Linked DNA regions of Mus musculus: region 1 is linked to region 2. A link is a contact called in public HiChIP or PLAC-seq data. All regions are on one chromosome and are shown on one strand. Each heading gives the region's core, a stretch centred on a gene start, on an enhancer-like site or on the middle of the called end of the contact. The rest is flanking DNA. Distances are from core to core; before and after follow the strand shown. Region 1 overlaps Pou2af1 (POU domain, class 2, associating factor 1). Region 2 holds the start of Gm32742.

What was found. HiChIP or PLAC-seq counts read pairs in DNA pulled down with a chosen protein or histone mark.
Region 1: a contact with region 2 is called in an H3K4me3 HiChIP or PLAC-seq map of the SCID.adh cell line, with 12 read pairs. The contact joins two enhancer-like sites. A contact is called at or near these places in 1 of 39 promoter capture datasets (the C10 cell line), 3 of 15 datasets of contacts at CTCF or cohesin (CD8 T cells, large pre-B cells and pro-B cells), 14 of 484 Hi-C or Micro-C datasets (B cells, the C10 cell line, CD4 T cells and 6 more), 6 of 115 datasets of contacts at active chromatin or transcription factors (the 230-238 cell line, the SCID.adh cell line, double positive thymocytes and 3 more) and 3 of 9 other capture datasets (adipose tissue, liver and pancreatic islet).

The regions. Positions count from the first base shown.
Region 1 is chr9:51,236,160-51,242,976 of GRCm38.p6, reverse strand. Pou2af1 (POU domain, class 2, associating factor 1) reads right to left here. Exons shown (of 5, transcript NM_011136.2): 5 at 2,898-4,911. The coding sequence ends at 4,597. Among named protein-coding and RNA genes, the nearest start is that of Pou2af1, 26 kb to the right of the region's middle. Within about 2 kb of position 3,841, at least 56 of the 459 cell types and tissues checked have an H3K27ac peak or open chromatin away from gene starts, as enhancers often do. A contact at or near this core is called in the 230-238 cell line and the SCID.adh cell line, where this site is marked.
Region 2 is chr9:51,163,226-51,170,726 of GRCm38.p6, reverse strand. It overlaps Gm32742, which reads left to right and starts at 1,903. Exons shown (of 31, transcript XM_017313740.1): 1 at 1,903-2,017. Within about 2 kb of position 5,051, at least 31 of the 459 cell types and tissues checked have an H3K27ac peak or open chromatin away from gene starts, as enhancers often do. A contact at or near this core is called in the 230-238 cell line and the SCID.adh cell line, where this site is marked.

The sequences.
Region 1 (6,817 bases), core at 2,592-5,091, 73 kb before region 2:
CACTGCCCATAAAACCCCACTTAATGAAAACACCCCAAAGAGCCAGATCATAAAAATTAGTTCCTAATAACTCCACAAAAGACACTCTTTAATCCCCCTCCCAGCTTCAGTCCTGTCCTGCCAAATGGCATTATATTTGAGTTACAATGCCCCCACTCTTCTCATCTCGATTTTTAGAGAATTTTAAATGAATACTGGATTTTTATCATTTACCCCTTTCTGTCCTTCTGCCAACTCCTTCTCTGAATTCATGGCCTCATCTTTAATTATTATTACACACACACACACACACACACACACACACACCACACATACATACCCGCCCTTCTGAGACACCAAGACCATTTAGTGTTGCTCTTGAGGGCTGATGACTGTGTGTTAGACTGGTTCTCCCTATTTCTGCAGCCATTAATTGCTGATAGCTCATCTAGAAAAGGGTATGCCAACACATTGGATAACTTAAAAGAAACTGTCAAATGTTTGTGTGCATGTGCATGCATGCATGTGTGTGTGTGTGTGTGTGTGTGTGTGTGTACTGTTTTTACAAGACAGAGTTTCCTTTTTGTAGTCTTGGCTGTCCTGCAACTCACTCTATAGATCAGGCTGGTCTCAAACTCAGAGATCTGCCTGCCTTTGCCTCCTGAGTGCAGATCAAAGGCATGTGTCACCACAGGCAAGCAGAAAAATCTATTTTTAACTTTCCAGGGAATAAAAAGGGAAGTTGTGGTGTTTTGAATGGGAATTTCCCTACCACCTCCTATAGGCTCATAAATCGGAGTACTAGGTCCTCACCTGCTGGGATTGTTTGGGAATTAGGAGGTGTGGCCATGGTGGAAGAGATTTGGCACTGGGGCTGAGCTTTGAGGTTTCAGAAGACTTATGCCATCCCCAGTTACAAACATGTATACACTGCACACATGTGTACACAGACTGGAAAAAAGATGTTTGGATGTAAAGTCTTCAAGTCTTCAAGACTAGTGGACACTAGCAAAAATAGAAACTTACCCGCCAATTTCAAAATAAAGCATTTTCATGGAACTGAGGGAAAGGATTTTTTTAATGTTGTTTTTCTTAATTACCTAGCATAGCCAATGATCCACTGTTTTTATTTGGATATAAATACCATCCTGTGGCAGCATTTACAGTTATAGCATCCATTCAAAGTACCAAAATCAAATGAAGTTGAACCCTATTTCATAACAACACTGCGTATACCATCAACACATATAATGATAAATGGCTAAATTATGATAAATTTTAAGGGGTTGAATGAAAGAATAAAACTTCTTCCCACAGTACCCAGAGTTGAAGAACTGACAAACAGGCTAAAGGACACGGGCTAATGAATGCTTCTCTCCAAACATGCAGAGAAAACATTTGGAACATGTGGGCAGTATCATGTGTCTGTGTTTCACTGAGAAAGATGCCAGAGCAATCTATTTACAAGCATCCACATCAGTGTTTAGGAACAGCTGACGGAGAACCTCCCAAATTAACCCCAGCTCAACAGGGATTCGCTGAGATCCTCAGATTAAGTAAACAATGTTTTGTTTTGTTTCCTTTTGTTTTGTTTTGTTTTATTTTTTAAAGTTAGCCAGGTTTTCTGGTGTCAAAAATCTCATGTTTGGTAACAGAGGTTGAGGAGATGACTCTGTCAGCCAGCACTTCCTGTGCAAGGCTGAGAACCCCAGCCCCCTCAGAAAAGCCAAGCTAAGCCTCATGCAGCTATAATCCTAGCACTGAAGAGGCAGAGGTAAGAGGATGGCTGAGACTTTCTGGCCAGCAACTCTGGCTGAACCTGTGAAGTCCAGCTTCCCTGAGAAACTGTCACATAATAATAAAGTGGCAAGAAATTAAGGAAGACACTGAGGAAGACAGTTGGCATTGACCTTTGGCCTTCACAGGCACCTGAGCATACCTACACATGAAGGGAGGAAGGGAGGGAGGGAGGGAGGGAGGGAGGGAGAGAGAGAGAGAGAGAGAGAGAGAGAGAGAGAACTTAACTTCAAAATCCCACTTAAAGGCCAGTGCAGCCCGATATTCAGAAGAATTGGGATGGCTCTGCTGTGACTTTGATTCTTCTCCATGGTCCACTTTGTCTGACCACACCCTTGTCTGCTCCTGGTTCCTTTTACACTAAGGTGCATAGCTTCAGATGAGAATCCTGTAAAATACCAGTACTTCTCTCTTCCCATCAAATCCCTTCTGTTCTATGCCTTTCCCCCTCTTAAATTGTGCGTAAATGTGTAGAAATAATGATGCTGATTGTCCAAGTGATTCTGGTATGTGGAAATAATTATACAGCAGAATAACGTGGATGATTTACAAAAATGACTCCATAAAGATGGACAATGAAGGCAGTAAACTCAGAAAATAATTAAATGAATAAATATAATTGCACTTTTTTTTTTCCAAAATCACCCCTCAGAAAGAATTACTTGCTGCAAGGATGGAGTCTGGGTGGTCACCCCTCAGAAAGAATTACTTGCTGCAAGGATGGAGTCTGGGTGGGGGACATGACTGCCTTCTCAGGTCTCTCTTTGTGTCACATGTCCAGGGTCCTGACTGACAGCTTCACCAAGGCCTGTGGTAGAAGCCCAGACACCAAGCATCGAGAGAAGTCGCTCATGTAGCATAGATAACAGGAAGAGCAGTAGGCCAGCAAGATTTCCTCCCACCCTCTAAGCCCCCACTGCCCTGGAGAGTAAACCCGCCAACCAATACATATTCCACTGTGAAAATTGCCCAACAGACACAGTGGGGACAGCTTTCCCCTCCTAGAGCAACAGATCAGTTTGCAAGCTCAGCCCTACTGAAAGCTTCTTCCTCTAAAGACGCTCTACTGAGAGGTGAGAGGAATTAATAGACGAGAAATAAAACACTTCGGCACAGGAAAGTCATCTAACCAATCTTTATTGAAAATGTTGCAAATGAGGCTCTGGAGGAAATCTGTTTGGATGCCTGCAGCCAAGACGTGAGGTCTCAAGATAAGAAGCGAAAAAGATGCCAATTCAATCCCAGCAACCGCTCACACTACTTTCTTTGCTGTTTTGTTTGTTTTCCCAGTGTTAACTCCTCTGTGATTGCCTCAAACTCCCAAGTAGCTGGGAAATCTTAAATAGTGTTTTTAAGTGCAACAAGGTCTTAATTAAATAGGCTGAGGCTTCCCTCTCCCTTTCTTGTTCATGGTAACCACCAACAGAAGTGTAAACCTACCATTCAGATCTAGCATTTAATCTAAATATTAAAGAGGAATAACAAATTCAAGCTAAGTATACCAGGACTTCAGGTAGATAATGAGATGTCTGAATCAAAATAAACACAAAGCAGAGAAAGAAAGAAGAAGAAGAAGAAAAAAAAAACAGGTAGCTCTAAGTTTTCATTGGAAGCAGAAAGAAAGAGGGTGGGATATCAAAGAAACTGTCATTTCTAGAAGATCTATTGGTTCTACATGGATTCTACAGACTAAAACTTGTGTATGTGTAATGATGGTATCATTAGTAAACAATGGGCCAGTTCCCAAAGACACATCCACTTCAGGAGCAAAGCACTAGGAGACAGCAAAACACTCAACAGCAAGTGTTATGCTTCTCCAGCAAAAACTGCAATAAAACTGATAAAACTGAAAATGAAGGCCAGTGGGCCTGCTGACCAGGACTTCAGGACCCCAGAGACAGCCGGTGAGTGGGCGCAAGAATCCATAGCAACGCGTCAGGATGGCCCTGGGTGAGTCACAACAGGAATTAAAAGCCCACGTGGAAGGACTAAGTGCAAGCCTCCTCAATGATCGGCTTCACCTGTTTCTTTTCCTGTTGCTATGGCAATATGCTGACAGAAGTATTTTAAGTGCTGGCATCATGTTAGCGGGCCTGCAGAGAGGCAGAAATAAGCAGACTCGTCATTTATCCTCCATACCATATCCAGCTTTCCTCCTAATCGCTGACAAGAACAGCTAAACCACATTAAAGTGGTATTTTTTTTCAGAGCTGTTAGATCACTCCTTCCCCTGCCCCTCCTCACTCCCTCTCTAACCACAGACACACATGTGTGTCCTGCTGCTCCTCAGCCCCGTCTCCCATCACTCACTCACTGTCCCTACCCACCCTGATGGTCCTGTCCCATCCCCCTGTAACCAGACCAGAAACATCCACTTAGATAGTATATCTGGCCAAGGCTGAGAACAGCACACAAAACAAAACTGGGGCGCAGAACGTATCATAGAGTAGATCTATAAAGCTACTGCTACCAGGAAACAGGGGGCACCTGAAAGAAGGTTGCTTCCCCAATGATGTGCCACCAAAGGAAAACCCTGAGCTGCAGACTTGGTGACATTCCGTATAAAGCGTTGTTCATAATATCACTATCATTTGCCGCTCCAGAGGAAGAAAACTGGAAGGAGAAATAAGAAATAAGCAAGATGGCAGTGGGGGAAGGAAGGAAGCGAGGGAAGGAAGAAGGGAGAAAAGAAGGGATACAATTTAGCTTTAGGAAGAAAGGAAGCCTGTGAAATAGCTACTTCAAACAGAAGTCTGGGCTCTATTGAACACTTTTAAAATCTCAGCTATGGGTGAAACATCTGTTAGATGCAAGCCAGCCCTAAAAGCCCTCCACGGAGAGGGTGTGGTTGAGCTCGTACGTGTTGCTTTCCTCTTCCTCCAGAAGCAGCTTGTCAATGGTCAGGGAGCTGATGGCCCTTCTGGGGTCATCCATGTCCTGAAGGACTGGCTCTGGGATAGAGATGGGGAGCTGGACAAACTGGGGCCCAGACAGGGTTGGGGCAGGAGGTTGATACTGCAGGCTGGAGGTGGGCAGTGTGGAAAGGGGCTGAGGCCACGGGAAATAAGTGAGGGGCGCCTGGTGCTCGGGACCCTCCAGCTGGGGCCCCACCGCGGGTGTAGCAGTGCTTCTTGGCTGTGATGAAAAACATAGGAGCAATGGTTAGCAGAACTGGGGTGCCCACCTGCCTCCTTGCCCCCATCATGATCTATTATACCCCACCTTCCCTTACTGGTGTTACACTTAATGGGGCTCCACCTCCTCCTGCTCAGTCTCCTAGAAGAGAAAGCTTGACACGTTTCAGCTGTGTTCCCCCCCTCTTCTAACGGTATGCTTCTGCTACTTCCCAACTTGGAAGCTTCACTTTTTCATGAAAGAGGGTACAGAAAATAATGATGTCATACCCCTGAAAAACTAAAGGCCTTATAGGTTTCACTGAATATAAAATATATTCTAATTGCAAAAAAACAAAAAAAATGAAAGAAAAAACCCTTAAATTATGCAAAATATATTCTTGATATATAATGAGCCTGTCTCATAGCCTTGTAGCTGTTTCTTGAAGATGACTACTATCAAGCCCAGACAGAAAGGTGACACAGACCCCTGTGGTGGTTTGAATAGGTATGGTCCCGCAGACTCATGTGTTTGAATGTTAGGCCCATAGGGTATGGCAGTATTGGGAAATGTGTCCTTGTTGTAGTATATATGGTTTTATTGGAGGAAGTGTGCAACTATGGGGGTAGACTTTGAGGTCTCCTTATGCTCAAACTATACCCAGTGGGATACACAGTCCCCTTCTGTAGAACTTTTCAGCTCCTTCTCTAGACATCTGCCTACATGCCACCATGCTTCCCACCAAGATGATAATGGACTGAGCCTCTGAACCTGTATGCCATCCACAATTAAATGTTTTCCTTTATAAGAGTTTGCCATGCTCGTGGTATCTCTTCACAGCAGTGAAATCCTAACTAAGACAGAAGTTGTTACCACGGACTGAGGTATTGCTCTGCTAGACCTGGCCATGTTTTTGTTTGGAAGATTGTGGATTCTTGGACTTTAGATTAGAAAAGCAGTTAAATGCTTTAATGGGGACTTAATGGGCCATACTAGTAAGAACATGAAGAACAGTGGAGCTGAGGAGAAGAATTTTAATATTTTGCCTAGAATTCTTCTTGTGATATTTTGGCGAGGAACGTGGCTGCTCATTGTCCTTGTCTGAAGAGTCTGCCTGAGGCTAAAGTGAAGCTTGTTAGATTAATTGCACTGGAAAAGGAAATCTCAAAACAGTATAGTATAGACTCTGTGTGGTTCACTCTTATGAAGAGTGCTTTGATGGAAAGGAGCAAGCTAAGCGAGAAAAAATACAAAATGTATGGGTCAAGGAGAAAGGGGGCACCAGGAAGTGGAATGGAGCTAAATCCTCTGTTGATAGAAATAAACAGATTCAAGATGTTAAATGGAACTGAGGGAGTGCTGACCTCAGGGCAGGATCCCACATAGCTAAGCGTCCATCTTGTGAAAAGAAATTAAAGAACAGTTTAGGTCCAGGTGTGATGATGGCTCATGCCTTTAATCCTGGAACTCACGAGACAGAGATGTGCACATCTCTGAGTTCTACAGCACAAGTTCCATGACAGCCAAGTTTAGGCAGTAAAGGAAATCATTACTGGAAACAGAAAACTGACAAAGATGTAATTGAACAAGGGTCTCAGGTTCCAACCCCAGCAAGTAGCAGAACTTGGCATCTGTAGTTCTGGCTTTAGAGTTAAGAATAGATAAAAGAGGTTATGGAATCTCCATCTGAGACTAAGAAAAGTTGCTAAGGCCAGGTGTGTGGCAGGGGTGTCCCTGCATGGAAGCCTAGAAAGACCATGTGTGAAGCTATTAAGGTGAAGCCTGTTCTGCCTTGGAGACCCCAAGATATTAGAGACACAAGAGCTGTGGGAAACCTGCTGAGGAAAACTGCTAACAGGAAATGCAACCATCCCAAGATAAAGACGTGTGTTGCACTCAACAAAGCTGAAAGGAATTGGAGATCTGA
Region 2 (7,501 bases), core at 3,802-6,301:
GTACTCAACCAGCACACCAAGATCAGACCTCTCACAAAATGCAGACCTGGGACCCACACCACGTAGCCACCAGAAGGAAAGTAAACAAGACTGTTGCACAGTGTAGCTGGGATTTACAGTGGGGGACACAGGCAGGCCATAGAGCTGAGCGTCAGGAACCTCTCCAAGCTGGAGCCTGCGTGGTTGTCGGATGGGTGGGGAGGCAGCCCGTGAGTGTTGCAGAGTCAGAGAGCAGCAACAGACTAAAGGATGACTCACTGGTGAGTGCTGTGGGCACGGACTGCTCAGCCCTTTGATATTCCATTCATTAAACAAGTACTGACTGAGCCCCAGTGGGAGCCAGTACTGTAAATAGGGCCTGAAGACCAGGAAAGCCTTGACCTCAAAGAATCCTTCTTGTCAAGGCATAGGGCCACCTGAGGGTGTTAGATCATAACATCTGCTTTCCAGATACAGTGAGGATAGGCTATGGACACTAAATGACACAGAGACCATTAAACTGCGATCTAGTATGTGGTGTATGGTGGTGGTAAGAGTGCTAAGTGGTAAGAGAGCTAAGCAAGCATTCCTCCATGGAGGTAGCTCACCAACTCTGTGATGCAAATTCTTAAATAATATTTGATTTAAGGAAATCTCCAAGCATGCTCCAATAAGGGTTTATCTTTCCAAATGGAAGAATTATTTGGAGAGACATTTGGGGGTGGAGAAAAATGCAGACCAAATTTAATTATAAATTGCTTTTTCATTGCCTTAAAACACTCAGCCCTTCATGTCCTCAGAAACTGAGTCTTATCACCACCACATCTCCAGCACTACCTCTGACTGTCCTTGAAATAATTCTACAAGGCCTTGTGATTTCACCCAGTTCATGTTCAGCCCAAGGTATAAACATGACCTCTACACTTGCAGGGATTGAAGTTGGTTTTGAAATGTATAGTATAGACAGAAGAGACCTTGAACATCATCCAATCGTACTTCCTTAATTTCAAAATGAAACACTGAGGCATGAAGCTATGAGATGTTTTTTCCATGGTGGATTAGTAGTCCTGGCAGACTCGAGTTTATATATCCAAGCAGGGAAAAGGATCTATCCACCAAGGAAGAAATGAAGAGACTGGGCAGCTCTCAGGTCCTACAAGGCCAGGCTCAGAACTGTACATTCATTGACCCACCTCATCCGTCTGACTCACCTTCTACCAACCAACCTGAACCGGCTGCAGAACAATAAATGTCACTTGACAGCTCAGTGTTCAGACTCTCCCTGGTCATAGGACTCTCCTCCAGTGGGACACGGCTTAGAAAGGCTGGCCCAGAGCTGCCCGGGCTCTTCTGGGGCTACCTAGTTCTGTCCAGAACTCTAGTACAATAAGCCCTCGAGGAACCAAAAGCCATCTCGGTTTCTTAAAGCAAACAGACGTGAGAGCAACAGGCCACAAGCAGGAGTTCCTCACGGGTGATTCCCTTGGCCAGAGTAGACCAGCACCACCCAGGGATGTGGCTGAGCCCCAGGAGCCCTGCCCTTGTCTCCTTTGGGTCAGAGGACACTCAAGGACTCAGACCTTGGTGAAGGAGGAAAGTTCAAGGGCAATGACAAAGAATCCAGAGCCTCTTTGGGGTGGGTGGGAACGGGAGAATGCCCACCAACACCGTCTTGGGTGAGAAAGGGAAAAAGAACTCTTGTTTTCCTTGAGAAGGCTGCACCCTACCTGGGAAGCAAGCTGTACCCAGAAATGACACTTGAGGACCTGGCTTATAGCCATGATGCAATATAGCTCAGGGGTTTTGTTTCCACTTTATAAATGGAGGGAGGCGAGGAAAGGAATTCTTTGGCTGAGTAACACAATACTTCTGAGTCCAGCCCACCAGGCTGGTCCCTGGGAAGAGCAAACAAGCACCCTTCCCTGTCTTAACAGGTTTGTGGACACACGGCCGGCTGCCACTCACTGCACTTGTGAAGCAGACGCTGGGGAAAGGTGGGGAAGCAGACCTCCCACCCCCAGAGTTGGGCCAGAGCCTGGTAAGATCCCATCTACCCACCTCAGAGCTTGCTTCCCTGGAAGAGCACTTAAGGGAGATTCAAACGGTCAGATACAAAGAATAGACACAATCACTGTTCCCACTGTGCTTTGCAGAGGGTAGGGGGTCTATCTCGACTATTTTCATTCTTGTACTCATGGTGTAAGTCAGGCCTTATCTGCCCATTTAATAGATAGTGAGCTAGAGGTATCTACTGAAACAACTGCCAGGCTCTGAATCCACACTTCACCTCCACCCTCACCCCTGCACGGTCACTACAAAACCAGCAGCCTGGTCTTCCTCGGTCCTGGAGACCACTAGAAGGCTTTCCTGCACCAGAGGTCAGACTAACTCACGGCATTGAAGCCCAAGATGGTGAACGAATAAAAAAGCTTTCACCTGACAGGCCTTAGCAGCCTGTCCTGACCCTTAATCAGGGCAGCCAGCCCAGCCACAGCCCAACCCTGGCAGGTGCCCTCTCGCCTGTCCTGCCTGCCCCGCCCATCCACACACTCCTGCCCAGAGCCCTCCTCTTGCTGTTTGTTTTGCTGAGAGTTTCCGTTGGCTCGCGTGTGGGTGTTTGTTGTATTTCTCCTGCAGATGGCAGACAGTGTGCCCTCCCCAGCACTACCCCACCCCAAGGGCTGTGTAGCAAGCAAGCCCGGTAAGGCCGAACAAAAGCCTAGCAGGTGAACAGCCCGTCTGCCGGCGCCTTTTATCCAACCCAAGTCACAGACAATATCTTTACAGAATTCTTTTCAACTCCACCATCATCTGGAACTTTTTTTCTGCCTGGCTCTGGTCCTGCAGGAGCCCCCCAGAGCCTCCATCCTTACAAAAAACCAGCTGCTCCTCTGATGGGGCAAGGGACCCTGGGTCCCAAGAAAGCTATTTCCTTCCTTCTTTCCTGAATCCGTTCCACTCCCCTCAGAACTCAGAGATCCGAATGATCACAGAAACTTCTGGAAAAGGCTGTACTGATCACTGGGCTGTGGAAATCAGAAGTGACTCCAGTCCTCAGCAGAAGGAGGTGACCCTCAGCCTTTTACTTCCCTGAGAGAGGTCATCCCTGAGAGAAGGACGCCCTGGGGAATGGGAATGATAGAGATAATGTGTCTCGGGCCATACAATGGATGCTCTGGCCTGGCCCTAGTCTACTCACCTGGCAGAACAACCTCTGTCTCGAGTCTGTCCGTTTTTCTCCCTCCCCATCCTCCTCCCCCTCTGCTTTTTTCTCTTTCCCTTTTTTTCTCTCCATCTTCCTCACTCCCACTCCCTCCTAACCCCCAACCAAGGAACCAGCTCAGCTACTCTACGAGACAAAGGTTAGAGGACATCTGATGTCCTCAGCACCCGTGCCGAGTCACAACTAGGAGTGCCCATAATCACCCCTGCTTCCCAATCAACTCCCTGTCTCTATGGCTCTACCCAGGGAAGGTGCCCCGTGTTGATAGCTTGCTAGTTGATAGCTTATAGTTGAGTCGGTAAGACCTACTCAGCCTTGCTGGTCGGTTGAGTGGTCTTTTGTGGCCTGAGTAACAGGTCCTGTAGGTAAGGAGCCAAGCTCATTCTACCGTCTTCTCTCGGTTCTTATTCCCACGGGGCCTCAGGAATACCCATTGTGCCCCAACAGAGAAAACTAATGGCCATGACTGGTGATCCTGTTGGCCAGTTCTGTGGCTATCTTCCAAAGGGGGCTTAGAGATGTCCAAGTCAACTGTGCTGGCAGGCTGGGAAGCAGCTGCCTCTCAGCAGAGGAAGAGGAGGCATACCAGAAGACCCACAGCGTAAAAACATAGAAGTCTCCAGGAGTGTCCCAATGGCAGCTTTGTGGATGCTGACACTGGGTTCTACAGTCCCTAAGTCTAAGATTCTTCTACTCCAGTTTGCCAACTTCTAATACAAAATTGAGAACTTGAGGGGTAGTGTACACAAACTCTGTCCACAGTCCCAACACAGTGTAATCCAGGTACAGGGCCAGCCTGCGTCCTACCTTTGGCTCCGGTGGCACCCTTCCTCTTTGCATATGACTTCTAGACCTTCAGGGCCTGGCTCTGAATGTTTCTATTTCTGTGAAACCTCCAGCCTCTTCATGTGAGTCCTAATGAAGAAGCCAAGTGCTTCTGTGGGTCATGCCCCCCGGGGCTTACTAAATCCTACCAGGCATTTTGATAACATCTGGACTGCAGAAGTGTCTCACTCATCTCTGTTCCCAGAGATCTCTCATTACCTCCTCTTCCAGCACCTAACACTCTACATTACTAAGAACGAACATTGAACAAGTGCTTCCCTGGTCAACATATCCAGGATAATCTTCCAACATCTTTCTGATTGGCTACTAGGGGTTCGAAGTCAGACACTCAGAGAACTAGGAATGGGGAAACCAAAACATGGCCCCATCTCCTTGGAGAGCACACACGTTACAAAAGAGAAAATACTAAATAATACTACAGGAGATGTGAGCAAAGTGATATGAGACCCTCACTGGACATCCTCACTGGACGGTGCCATGAATTTCCAGTAATACTTTCAAGGTGTCCCTCTGTCCCTAACTTCTAGCCATTCATCAGAAAGTGGTTAACATGTTGAGCATAATTTTGAATCCACAAGCCCCTGAACTTCAGGAAATGCAGACTTCCCTACTCTATACAGCCTGACAAACATGTGTGGCTGGCCCTGCCACACACTCACCCTGGCCATGCGGCTAAGCCTCTGTGGTCAGGACCCCAGAAAGGCCTCTCCATGATTTGCATATAATCACACAATGCCAGGCACAACAAAGCCACTCAATACAGGAGAGTCTTCTCAGCTGAGTTTAAGGTTTAATCTCCTTAATACAAAAGTTTCTGCTTTGCTTTGCAGGGTTCTGGGACTCTTACTAATGATGCTAAACAAATAATCACTATTTATCTGCCCTCCCCCACCTCCAAGAGGTTTTACCCAGTGCCCCTTGCTGTTGTGGTTTACGGGCCAAGCCTGCACCTGCGCTGTGTGTGAGCTCATTTGGACATCTATCAAGGCTTTTTAAAGACAGCCAGGCATAGGGAGAGCAGTTAGAGCCAGGGAGAAGGCACCACCAGTCCTGGCACTACTGCAGACAGCCCCTCTAGGCTGCCTGTTATGATTGTAGGCCCTGCAAGAAACCCTTGGGAAACACCTTCAGCCCCTCCTCTCAACATCCAGCCCCTTCTTTATGCGTGGAGCTGATCTTCCTCTTCCTGTGGCTACCCTTCCTCCACGTGCTTCCCCTCCCAGACTCCTCCCTTCCATTTCTGCACAAAGATTCCTGTATCCGGGTGTTATTTCTAAGTCAGCTTTCCTGCTTGCTCCTGTAGGCCTTACCAGGTGAGTCAGGGTACCCTAAAATGTCAGCCTCCAGGACCTTCAGGACCAACATGCTCAGAAATTTCTGTCTTCACTCCAGTTGCTTGGTCAGAGTGTTTTCAGAATGAAGCAAGGTCCCCTGCCTCTTACTTTGATGCAGTATTTAGACATTGGTAGGTACTCAGACTTTTGGTTTGAATTGGGTGGCCTGGATATCTTGGTTATCTATTTATCTTAGCAGGCATCAAACAAGACCCTTTATTATGTTTCATGATGTTATAGTGCAGAAGTCTGTTCAGGGCTCAACTGGGCAAGCCTTTTCCTCTATTTCATTGATGAAGGTTACCCTGTGGTCTTTGGATGATAGACGGACTAACCTAAGAGTCTAAAGGTATCTTCTATTCACGGCTTCCAAGTGAATAAGGGTGGCTAAAGTCTTGTGTCAGCTAGGAACCCTCTCAAGTGTGACAGTCTCCAGACAATAGGGGTCTTTTACATGGTATATCAAGGCTTCCAGAGAGAATAATCCAAATGAACACTGCAGAGGCTATAAGGTGTCAGAAATCCCAGAATCTCACTTCGAAAGTCACTGAAGACATCCTCCTAAAGTGTTCTCAGGGGCACTAGCCCTAAAAGCAGTGCAGAACAGTTTCCTGGCACTGCATAGCCTAGCCTTGTAAATATAACATTATTGTTACCAACCTACATGTGCTAGGTTGGTTATCACTGTCATACTTTTCTCCAAAGACTCAAACTAATATCCTACCTACCCTTACTCTGACATACTATAGTATCCCTAGTTAGCCCAGTGCCTGGCCTGTCTCTTATTCCCTCAGCTGTCAGCAAGACCTCAGCTTTCCCTCCACTGTCACAAGACCCAAATTTTTTAATACATTTATTTGAGGATGGCTTTAGACTGGAAAAAAAAACCAAAAAACAAAAAACTTGAGTCAGTTCAGGACTGACACAAAGATACCACCACAAGGCAGACAGTTAATGCTCTAGACTTGACGTCTCAAGCCAGGACTTTCCTAAATGGCTCTAGTTGCATGTCCCTCCTGTTATCAAGGGTTGTCACAATGTCACTGTTCTCAGGTTGTCTGAACCATAGAGACTGGATTACCGGTGAGCAGGGCAATCCGTTTCATTTGGTACTGAGTCTCATGAGCACCTAGCAACACTTAATCAGACAGGCTTCAGCAGACTCAAGCCAGCTGCATGCCCCCTGGCTCCAGTCTGGGAATGGCAGGTGTCTGGCAGGGAAGTCCCTGCTCTCAAAGTGGGGACTCTGTGCAGAAGCTAGAAGGTCCCATATGATGTGGGTTCAGAAATCCCAGAATCTCACTTTGTTGGTCATTAATCATTGACGACATCGTCCACACATGATGGAGACATAGACTTTCCTTCTTTTTTTTTTCTTCATAAATATGTTTTGAATTTTATTATGAAGTATTTAAGCCATGCCAGAAGAAGGAATAAACAATATAATAACAGAGTGCCATGCACCCAAATCTAACTTAAATAAATGATTACCATATGAATTCTCAGGGTTCAGAGGAGTTGAGGGAAGAGTTGAGTCTGCCCATTTTCATGAGGGAAGAAAGAAGCCCTGGTGGGGAAGAGGGAAGCCACCTCAGCATTGATGGTGACTGCTCTAGTCATAGAGGGAGCATTGGTCAGGTGCTACAGCTTAGAGGAATGCTCTAAACTGGGAAACAGGATGTGGAGACCACAGCATGATCTTTCTAGTCCCGGTTCAGAGACTCCCCAAATGGCTTGGTCTGAATTAGTCACTAGCTCCTTAGGGATTCTCTAGGCCTTGGGTGTCACGTCCCAACATTTGAGCTATTCATGTCTACCTGTCTCCCACCTTGGCTGTGAACTCCAAGACTATATATACTCTATTGCCTGTATCTCATAAGCATTTGGACAAAGTCAGGTTATTGAGTTGAAGGTGTGGTTTAATCTTTGAAACCTCCATAATTAATGGTCTGGGGACAGAAGAGTTAATGGAAAGGGAAAGGAAAGATGAGTTAAAACTAAGGGACCAAAACAGACCCATCACCCAGACCCCAGGATGCTAACCAATGTCCTTAAAGGGAGTCAAAGCTCCCTGGGGAAATGGCTGATTGAATGAACAGCTACGGCAGGAAAGAGACAA